2 separate regions of the Gossypium hirsutum genome follow, and region 1 is linked to region 2. A link is a contact called in public Hi-C data. All regions are on one chromosome and are shown on one strand. Each heading gives the region's core, a stretch centred on a gene start, on an enhancer-like site or on the middle of the called end of the contact. The rest is flanking DNA. Distances are from core to core; before and after follow the strand shown. Region 1 has its middle 18 kb from the start of LOC107926839. Region 2 holds the start of LOC107926784 (receptor-like protein 9DC3).

Evidence for each region. A called contact is a pair of places that touch in the nucleus more often than the background predicts.
Region 1: a contact with region 2 is called in a Hi-C map of leaf, with 1.9 times the contacts expected there. The contact joins the enhancer-like site here to the promoter of LOC107926784 in region 2. A contact is called at or near these places in 3 of 34 Hi-C or Micro-C datasets (all in leaf).

What each region holds. Positions count from the first base shown.
Region 1 is chrD11:58,162,980-58,167,141 of Gossypium_hirsutum_v2.1, forward strand. No RefSeq gene overlaps it. Among protein-coding and RNA genes, the nearest start is that of LOC107926839, 18 kb to the right of the region's middle. Within about 2 kb of position 1,857, at least 1 of the 9 cell types and tissues checked has an H3K27ac peak or open chromatin away from gene starts, as enhancers often do. A contact at or near this core is called in leaf, where this site is marked.
Region 2 is chrD11:58,095,846-58,100,625 of Gossypium_hirsutum_v2.1, forward strand. It overlaps LOC107926784 (receptor-like protein 9DC3), which reads left to right and starts at 2,241. Exons shown (of 3, transcript XM_016857710.1): 1 at 2,241-2,308; 2 at 2,444-2,813. The coding sequence starts at 2,241.

The DNA of each region.
Region 1 (4,162 bases), core at 607-3,106, 67 kb after region 2:
ATACAATTGACCAATGTTTCTCCAGCACCAAAGCAACAGTCGAATCTATCTTAAGGAAACTGTGAAAACAGGTCTCAACTTCCAATCTATTTTTCCTACCTACCTACGAGTATAATATTTTAATCCAGTCTTTATTTTTGTTCTTTTTTTATTATATAAATATATGTTAATTTATATTGTTCTTGTTCGATCTTGTGATTTAAATATATTTTAATTTAATATTTATTTATTTTACTAATGCGTGTGCAACAAAATTTTGACAAGCAAATATTAGATCATTGATTGTCTAAGTTCAAACTAATGATAAGTGGGATTTTAAGAACGTTTACATTGCGAGAAAGAAAACTTACTTAATTAAATAATCTAAATGAGTCTGTAATCTCGTAAAAGAATCAAAGTGAGCATTTGATTCAAATACTTATAAGGATTATTATGTTGTCTACAATTCCAATTGAAGATATAACTAGTTTTGGCTATCGGAGCAGTTGACTCCACGGGTAGAGACATAGATGCATTTATAGGAAGAATGATATATTATACTAAACCCAAGATGAATTAATTATGAATCTGTTTGGGAATTAATTCACTTGTGACACTCATGGTGTAATTTAACTAAATCTCGGGTTATTCACTGACCATGCATATGTAACATATGTGCTTTAATAAAAGTGGAGACTTATGCTCTAAAGATGATTGAGTCTATAGCCAATATATTGTGTACATGACTTGTGTATGGTATGGCTTTACTAGAAATAGTGTAATTCATAGCTTAATAAAATAGTTAACGATACCTTTTTATTGGCATTGGGTGGATTGATAAATATGTAACGTGGCCACGGGTTGCTTGTTCTCAAACCAGCAATTTATCACAATTATTTTTTCACAATGATCATGATAATCATTAATAAAACATAATGGTGAAAATGAGATAAAATAGGATTATATTGAGTTAACGAATTTAACTCAAAGGGTCAGTATCTTAGTTGTTGCTTTAGCCATTGGAACCTCTACTGGAAATGCTTTGGTTAAAAACAGGCTCGAAGATATTGTGGTTGTGGTTGTGGTTGTGGCTGTAGTTTACAATGGAGCGACAATTTTTTTTGTTCATGATCATAAAATCATAATATTATATTTGGATAGATAAAATAAGATTATTTTTTGCTTTAGTAAAACTAAAAAAATAATAACAACAAAATTACAAGGATCCAAATAACAAGAGTAGACAGATTGGGAAATTAAGGATCCAGTCTGACTGCTAAGAAATTACACAAAAATAAATCAAGCAAAATGGGAAATAGGAATTCTTACGAGAGTAGCAGGTTTGCTTGAAACACATCGGAAAAATACGATCAGCTTTTGGTTTTTGATTGAGCAATATCATCGAACAGCTGGAAGACCAGGCTTCTGATTTTCGAATGAGGCAACAATGGGAGGATTAAAAAGAGAAGAAGGAATGGGGAGTTGGTTGTGGGTTGATTTTTTTTTTTGATTTTTTAGGGTGGCGGGTTGGTGGTGACAGTGGGAAGATGAAATAGAGAAGAGGGAAAGGGTGGTGACAATGATAGAAACCAAACTAGAAATCTAGAAGACTGAAGAAGAATAAGAACAGAGAAGAAGAGACCAAACAGAGAGAGAGAATAATTTTTACAACTGTATTCTCTTCTTGAACATTTCCATCCCTTACATGTGAAAATATAGGGAAAATAATAACAGCAAAAATAATAGAAAAAACAACAAAATATACGATAAGATTGCCATGCACAAAACGCACCATTTTATTAACTTGATGTTTCGCACTGTTTGACCAATTCCCTTAGGCCCACTATCTCAGCCCAACTGGTCTCAGCCCAAACTGGTTCATGGGTCCATAACAATTACTTCCCCTACGAAAGGATCCTTATCCTCAAGGATCGAAATGAGGATAGACCATCTTCAACTTCTTCAAAGGTTCCCTATTAGCATCATTGATGAAAGAGTTTGTCCATTCAACCAAAACTTCTATTGCAGCCGCATTTCTACATTTCACCATTCGTCCATCGATGATGCGAATAGGTTCATTGGCCAAAGATCATTAGTCGTCCATCACTCGAAGAGCTGGTTGCACCTGAGCAGTACCAACATGTTTCTTAAGTTGCAAAATATGAAATGTAGGATGGACCCTCGATCCTTATGGTAGTTGGAATCTATATACCACCTTCCCAATCCTACTGACCACCCAATAAGGTTCGAAAATTTTGGGAGCCAACTTTTTATTCAACACCTTTTTGACCAAATGCTATCTGTATAGCTAAAGTCGTAAATAAACCCAGTTCCCTTCGTAAAAATCGCAACCTGTGCGATCCTTATCAGCTTGCTGTCGCATTTTATCTTGAGCTTTTCTGAGATAAAATTTTAGTAGCTACCTAGCAGCCTCCCAACACTGCAAACTCCTATCCATAGTGGCCACGAAAGACACCCCGGCTAAGTATGGCGTGTGAAGAGGAAGAGATTGGCCATATAAGGCCTCATATGGAGTACACTTAATAGCTGAGTGGAAACTGGTGTTATACCACCACTCAGCTAAAGAAAACCAGTTGACCGAGTCCTATGGTTTCTCTCTCGTCATGCAACATAAGTAACCTTTCAAACACTTATTGAGCACTTTCGTTTTTCCATTGGTCTTCGGATGGTAAGTTGTGGAAATGTGGAGTTTTGTACCTACTTTCTTGAACAAGTCCTGCCAAAACTGGCTAACAAAAATCTTGTCCCTATCAGAATTAATGGAATCGGGTATGCCATGTAACTTGTACACGTTATCCAGAAACACTTGAACAACAGTGAGAGCAAAGTAAGGATGGGATAAAGCCATGAAATACGTGTACTTCGTAAGGTGGTCCATGAAAACCAGAATCACATTTTTGCCTTTGGAGCAAGGCAGCCCTTCAATAAAATCTATAGCAATGGAAGACCAAGCTTGTTCGGGAATGGGTGATGGCTATAACAGACCTGGAAGAGTGACAGTTTCGATCTTGTTTCTTTGATAGAGGTGCATTCATGTATCACTTGTTTGATGTCCTTAGTGAGTCCTTTTCAATACAACTGACTATTGATTCTCTTGATAGTAGCATGAACCCCCAAATGGCCATCGAGAACACTGTCATGGAATAACTTAAAGAGTTCCTATTTCAAACTGCCTACATTCCTAACCACAATCATGTCTTTCCTTCGAAGGAATATGCCATCCCAACTAAACTCTAGGTGGGAGTTGTTCTACTATTGGACCTTACCACACAACTTCCATAGTTTAGGATCCAACTGATAAGATGTTTCTACATGAGACAGCAGTTGAGAGCTAACAGCACTAGAGGTAAGCAGGAACAATTGCCCATCACGCAAAACAGGCTAACTGGACAAAGCATCAGCAGCTGAGTTTCCAGACCCATTTCGATATAATACCTCAATAAAAGCTAGTCATCTTAGGAACCCATTTTTGTTGAAAGGGTGTAACTTCCATCTTCTCAGTCAAGAATTTTAAGCTTTAATGGTTCATACGAATTTTAAAATGTCTCCCTATCAAGTAATAATGCCATTTCTTAACCGCTAAACGAGCAGCCATCATTTCTATTTCGTAGACTGATAAGGCTTAATGTTCCATGCCGATCCTTTGCTAAAATAGGCCATCGGTTTGCCCAACTGCTAAAGAAAAACCCTACCCCAAAACTGGAGGCATCCGTATCAATACAAAACTCTAGCTGAAAGTTGGGAAGAACAAGTACAAGGCAGAGCATAAGGATGTTTTCAACTACTGAAAAGCTCAAGTAGCCTATTTCGTACAATCCTAAGCATTCTTTTAAGCAAATCTGTTAAGGGCCTTGCCAGGATACCATGATCCTTAATAAATTGCCTACAGTACCCTAAAAGTCCCAAGAACCCTTTAAATTCCTTCACAGTGGTAGGAAAAGGCCAATTTGCAACACACGCCACCTTGGATTCATCAATGGAAACAGTCCCTCGAGAAATGACATACCTTAAATACTCTACTTGTTCTATTCCAAAGCAGCACTTGTTTCTTCAAACAAAGAGTCTATGGTGTCTCATGATCAAGAAGGCATTACGAATATGTGTCAAATGATCCCTCTAATTGGTTGAGAAGACCAAAATATCATCAAATTTTAAAATGTGG
Region 2 (4,780 bases), core at 991-3,490:
CATGCATGCTCGTATAACAGTTACTAAACATGCTTATACATAACAGATCAAACATATCGCATCTCATTACATGTATTTAAGTGTTGTTTACATAAAATTCATACTAACAGATTAGCAGATTTCATGTTTTAGGGTTTATAAAAACACATACCGACCTCCACGGAAGGCCCATAGTTGATTGGGACGACATGTATGACCCTAGGAAAGAATTCTAAAATTTGGGCCCACACAACCCAAAATGGCCTCACTCGTGTGGCCCACAAGGCCCAAAATGGCATAGGCATTGTGTGACGTGTTGCACACGGCCTACCGCATGGCCGTGTGGCATCAACAAACCCCAATTTTGGCTTTCACCAATCACTATTTTTTGATTTTCTCGTTACATGCTTGATCCAATTCCAATGTCAAAACACCCACAAGACTCCTGAAACCCAAACACGTCAATTAAACACTATTTGAGACGAATTTCCAACCCAGTTCACAACAACCAATAAAACCAACTTCAACTTACTAACCCGAATTTTGACATTTTTAACTCGAATTAACTACTCACCTTTAAGAAAATAACAGGCCGCCCACAATCCTAAGTCATTGAAGGATTGTTCGCCTCACCAATTTCTCCTAAAAATGCAATCGATTAGGCATATGAACGTTTTCACCCAGAAAATAACAATACGAGTAAACCCATTTACAATGTGGGAAAGAATTCAAGAATACTTACACGAACAAACAACCAAATAATCACAACCCCGCACTCGCAACGGAAAAGAAAACAAGAACAAGTGGATCAACATCACAAAGAGGAAGTGAGTTAAACGCCCAAAAGATCGAAGTAGCCGCCAAAATAATGAGAAATAGAAAACATGGGAATGAGAGCAAATGAACAAAGGAGAAGAATGAAGAAAATTGAATTGCAAGAGGCAGGAGTTTGACGGCGTGATTTGGGGAAAAATTGAAGCAATTCTCTAACCCCACTCTTTGCAATTTTATTTTGAAAGCATTTGAATTCACTTAAAATTCAATAACTAAATCAACACACACTAAAGAACAACTCGCAAAAGGACTGGAACATCCATTCTCCACCCCTTTAGAGCATTAGCCATCGAAACAGACACTTACTTGTGTCAACTTCAACAAATAACAACTCTTTTTTTGAGGACGCTACAGCATATGAGTTCTAGCTGTGACTATAGACCATACATGAAAGATACTCCAGTCCACACCACTACACTCAACAAAGCATAACATCAATTAAAATATTTTATTTTTTTGAACTCAAAATTGTCTCAATCAAACTTATCTTCATTCTTCTAACTGTAGTTTTAAATGTTAGTTAATTTTGATATATTTAATTATATGTTTTAAGCGAAATTCCTTCAATTACTCCTCTCTAAAACCTTTATCTCTTCCGTAACAAATTGTTAGGTATAATTTGATTTTTCTTTTTTCTCCTTTTGATGTTACTTTTATGCAATTCCATCTTATTATTACGTAATCAAAATAAAAGTTACTTTAGATATGTGTTTGGAAGATAGTGGTAGTTTTCATTTCGTAGATTACAATCTTAGAGTCGTCCTCATGCATCTCAAAATTGTTAGAAGTAGTATAGTAAATTAACCAATCATTTTATTGGCTATACAAAGCATGTATTACACCACAAATACAATTCATTTACATTTATTGTTTCAATGAATCTTCAAACTCCTAATTCTAATTCTACTCCAAATTTTCTTCAAGGACGAATTCCAACTCTGCCATCTTCATTGCAATGCTGTCTCCTTTCAGAGAATAACTTAGTTGGAGAAATCCCTTCTTCAATATGCAATTTGAGTTCCCTTATAATTCTCTCTTTATTTAAGAATAGTTTGTGTTGAACAATTCCGAAGTTTGCTCAAGGTTGCACGTTACAAAGTTTTCAAATCAACAACAACCAGTTAGAAGGGTCACTACCACGATCTTTGGCTAATTGTAAAGATTTGGAGCTTCTCGATGTTGGGAACCACTATTTAAATGATACTTTCCCAGACTGGTTAGGAAATTTGGATCATCTATAAGTTCTTATTTTGAGATCGAATAGATTCCATGGCCAAGTGGTTAGCTCTAATGTTATTGTTTCCTTCACTCATTTGCATGTCATTGATCTTTCTCACAATAATCTCAGTGGCTACTTACCTATCAAGTTTTTGGAGAATTTGCATGACATTAGAAAAGGGAATGAAAAGAAAGGTAAACGGGAGTACATGACGAATTCACTAGTTAATGGAACAGAGTACTATTATGTGGGAGGTTTATCTTTCATGGCAAAAGGGTTGGAAATAGAGTTTGAAGCACTATTAACCAGTTGGATGGTAATTGACTTTTCAAACAATAAATTCTTGGGATAAATTCCTAAAACACTTGGTGAACTTCATTCACTTATTGTCCTAAACCTCTCTCATAACAGCTTAATACGTCCTATCCCATCATCATTGGGTGATTTGTTAGAGCTTGAATCCTTAGATCTCTCATCAAACAAGCTCCAAGGAAGAATTCCAACAGAATTAACAAATCTTGGATTCTTAACAGTGTTAAACCTTTCTCAAAATAATTTAACAGGACCCATTCCTCAAGGAAAACAATTTAACACTTTCAACAATGATTCCTACATAGGAAACTTGGGTTTATGCGGGTTGCCATTTTTAAATAGATGTGATAATGATGAGAAAACTCCAGCCAAATTTGATGGAGATGATGATGAAGAATTGAATTGGAGATTTTCTATATTGATGGGATACGGATGTGGGTTGGTGTTGGGAGTGAGCTTGGGATACATTGTACTCACAACTGGAAAGTCATGGTGGCTGATTAGGATCGTCGAGAAAGTTCAGGAAAGATTTGCAAAATGGTAGAGAAGTGAATTCTTTGGCGGCTTTTTTATTTTTTATTTGCAAAACAAGTTTTATAGTTGTGGTGACCTTCTGCTTTATTGTATGTTGTATTGTTTGTAATATGTTTTCCTGTTGATGCACTAGATTATAAAGATGGTATTAATTGGTGCCTTCCATGTGTTTTCGTATCTTCTTAACAAAACTGATGTCGCTAGTTAGAATTAAATAAAATAACAAGAGAGGTTGGTTAATTTCTTCCAAAGATAGAGTTGGTAAAGAAGAAAGGGAGGTAATATTATTTTTGATAGACCATAGGCATATTAAAAGAAGAAGATTCCACTGACTATAACGTAAAGAGAACATGGTTAGCTTAATTGGCGCACCCAATGAGCATTGTTGAGACATATGATTTTGGGTTGTAAAAAAATACATTGTCATTGTATCACATACTCATCTCAATATAAATATATATATATAATTTTATCTATTCTTTTTCATTTTAAAATTTTTAAATATAAACATACAGAGACGAATCTAGAGCGGGCCGTTGGTGTGGGCTCTGCCCCTTAAAATAAAAAATTATTATTTAGGCCTTTAAATTTTTTAAAATTTTAAATTAATAAAGGTAAAATTGCACTTTGGCCTCCCCTATATTTAATTTTTTTTTTAAAAATTATAAAGATATAGACTATAAAAAATTAAAATTGTTCTGGCTTCGCCTCTGTAAACATAACTAAATTGATTGAAGGTATAAAGTTGATAACTATGCTAATTAAAAAATGTCATGTGATTGATTCCTTCATTTAGTTAACCGATTAGATGATTTAGAAAAACAATGTAAAAAACTTTGATGATTAAAAATTTCAACTTTTGACCCTTCTTTAAATTTTATCATGGATAAAAATTAAAATATATATATTATAAAAACTTTCAATATATATTTATAAAATTTAATTAATTAAAATATCTAATATCATTAAGATGAAGTTTACAAATTTTAACATAAAAGTGATGTTTTTAGGGAATATAAAATTATCAAAAACATGTTTTGTGAATGGATTTTTTATTCCTTCAATTTTATAAAAAAAATTATTTTAGCCCTTTATTTAATTTTTTTTTAATCCTTGAACTTGTATTTTTTTTGTCAAATCAACCTAAAACAGATGGAAATGTTAACATTTGTTAATTTTGTTGATGTACATGACATGTCAGCGTTTAATTAATTTTAAAATTTTAAAAATATTTAGAAAATACTTTATATTTTGTATATTTTTTAATAATTATAATGATTTTTTATTTTTCAAAATAATTTTTTGAATTTTTTGAATTTTTTAAATCTGAAAAAATAATTAAATGATCTTTTACTTTTTCTAGTTACTAAATTATTCAAAATTAGTTTTCTTGGTCATTGAAAGTTAACAACCATTTGAAATTTGATGAAAGTGCTAACGAGTATTTTTTTATTGGTCTAATAACAAATTTAACCCTCTAACGCTTACACATTACTTAACTAAATCAATTTTCATGAAAAGGGGTTATTTCAAGTTAATCGAGAAGGAAGGATCGTGTTCCATAAGTTAGGATACAATGCTTTAAATTCCAGAAAACGAGAATAAACACTAAAATTTTATTTTAAAATATATTCGATTATCTCGGTTTTAGAAAGAAAACATATTCCGTAAGTTAGGAACACGACTTTTCTAATTCCAACAATAATGAACGTCGTTTCGGTTTAAAAATTTTCTTTTTATTCATCGTGCAAAAAACAAACATGATGCTTATAGAGACAAGCATAATATACAAATGAATAGGTACTTAAGTCTAATGTATGATATAACGATAATGAGGTAGTTTAAAATGATTATATGAGTAGAACAATTATATTAGAATAATAAATAACAAATAAATAGGCA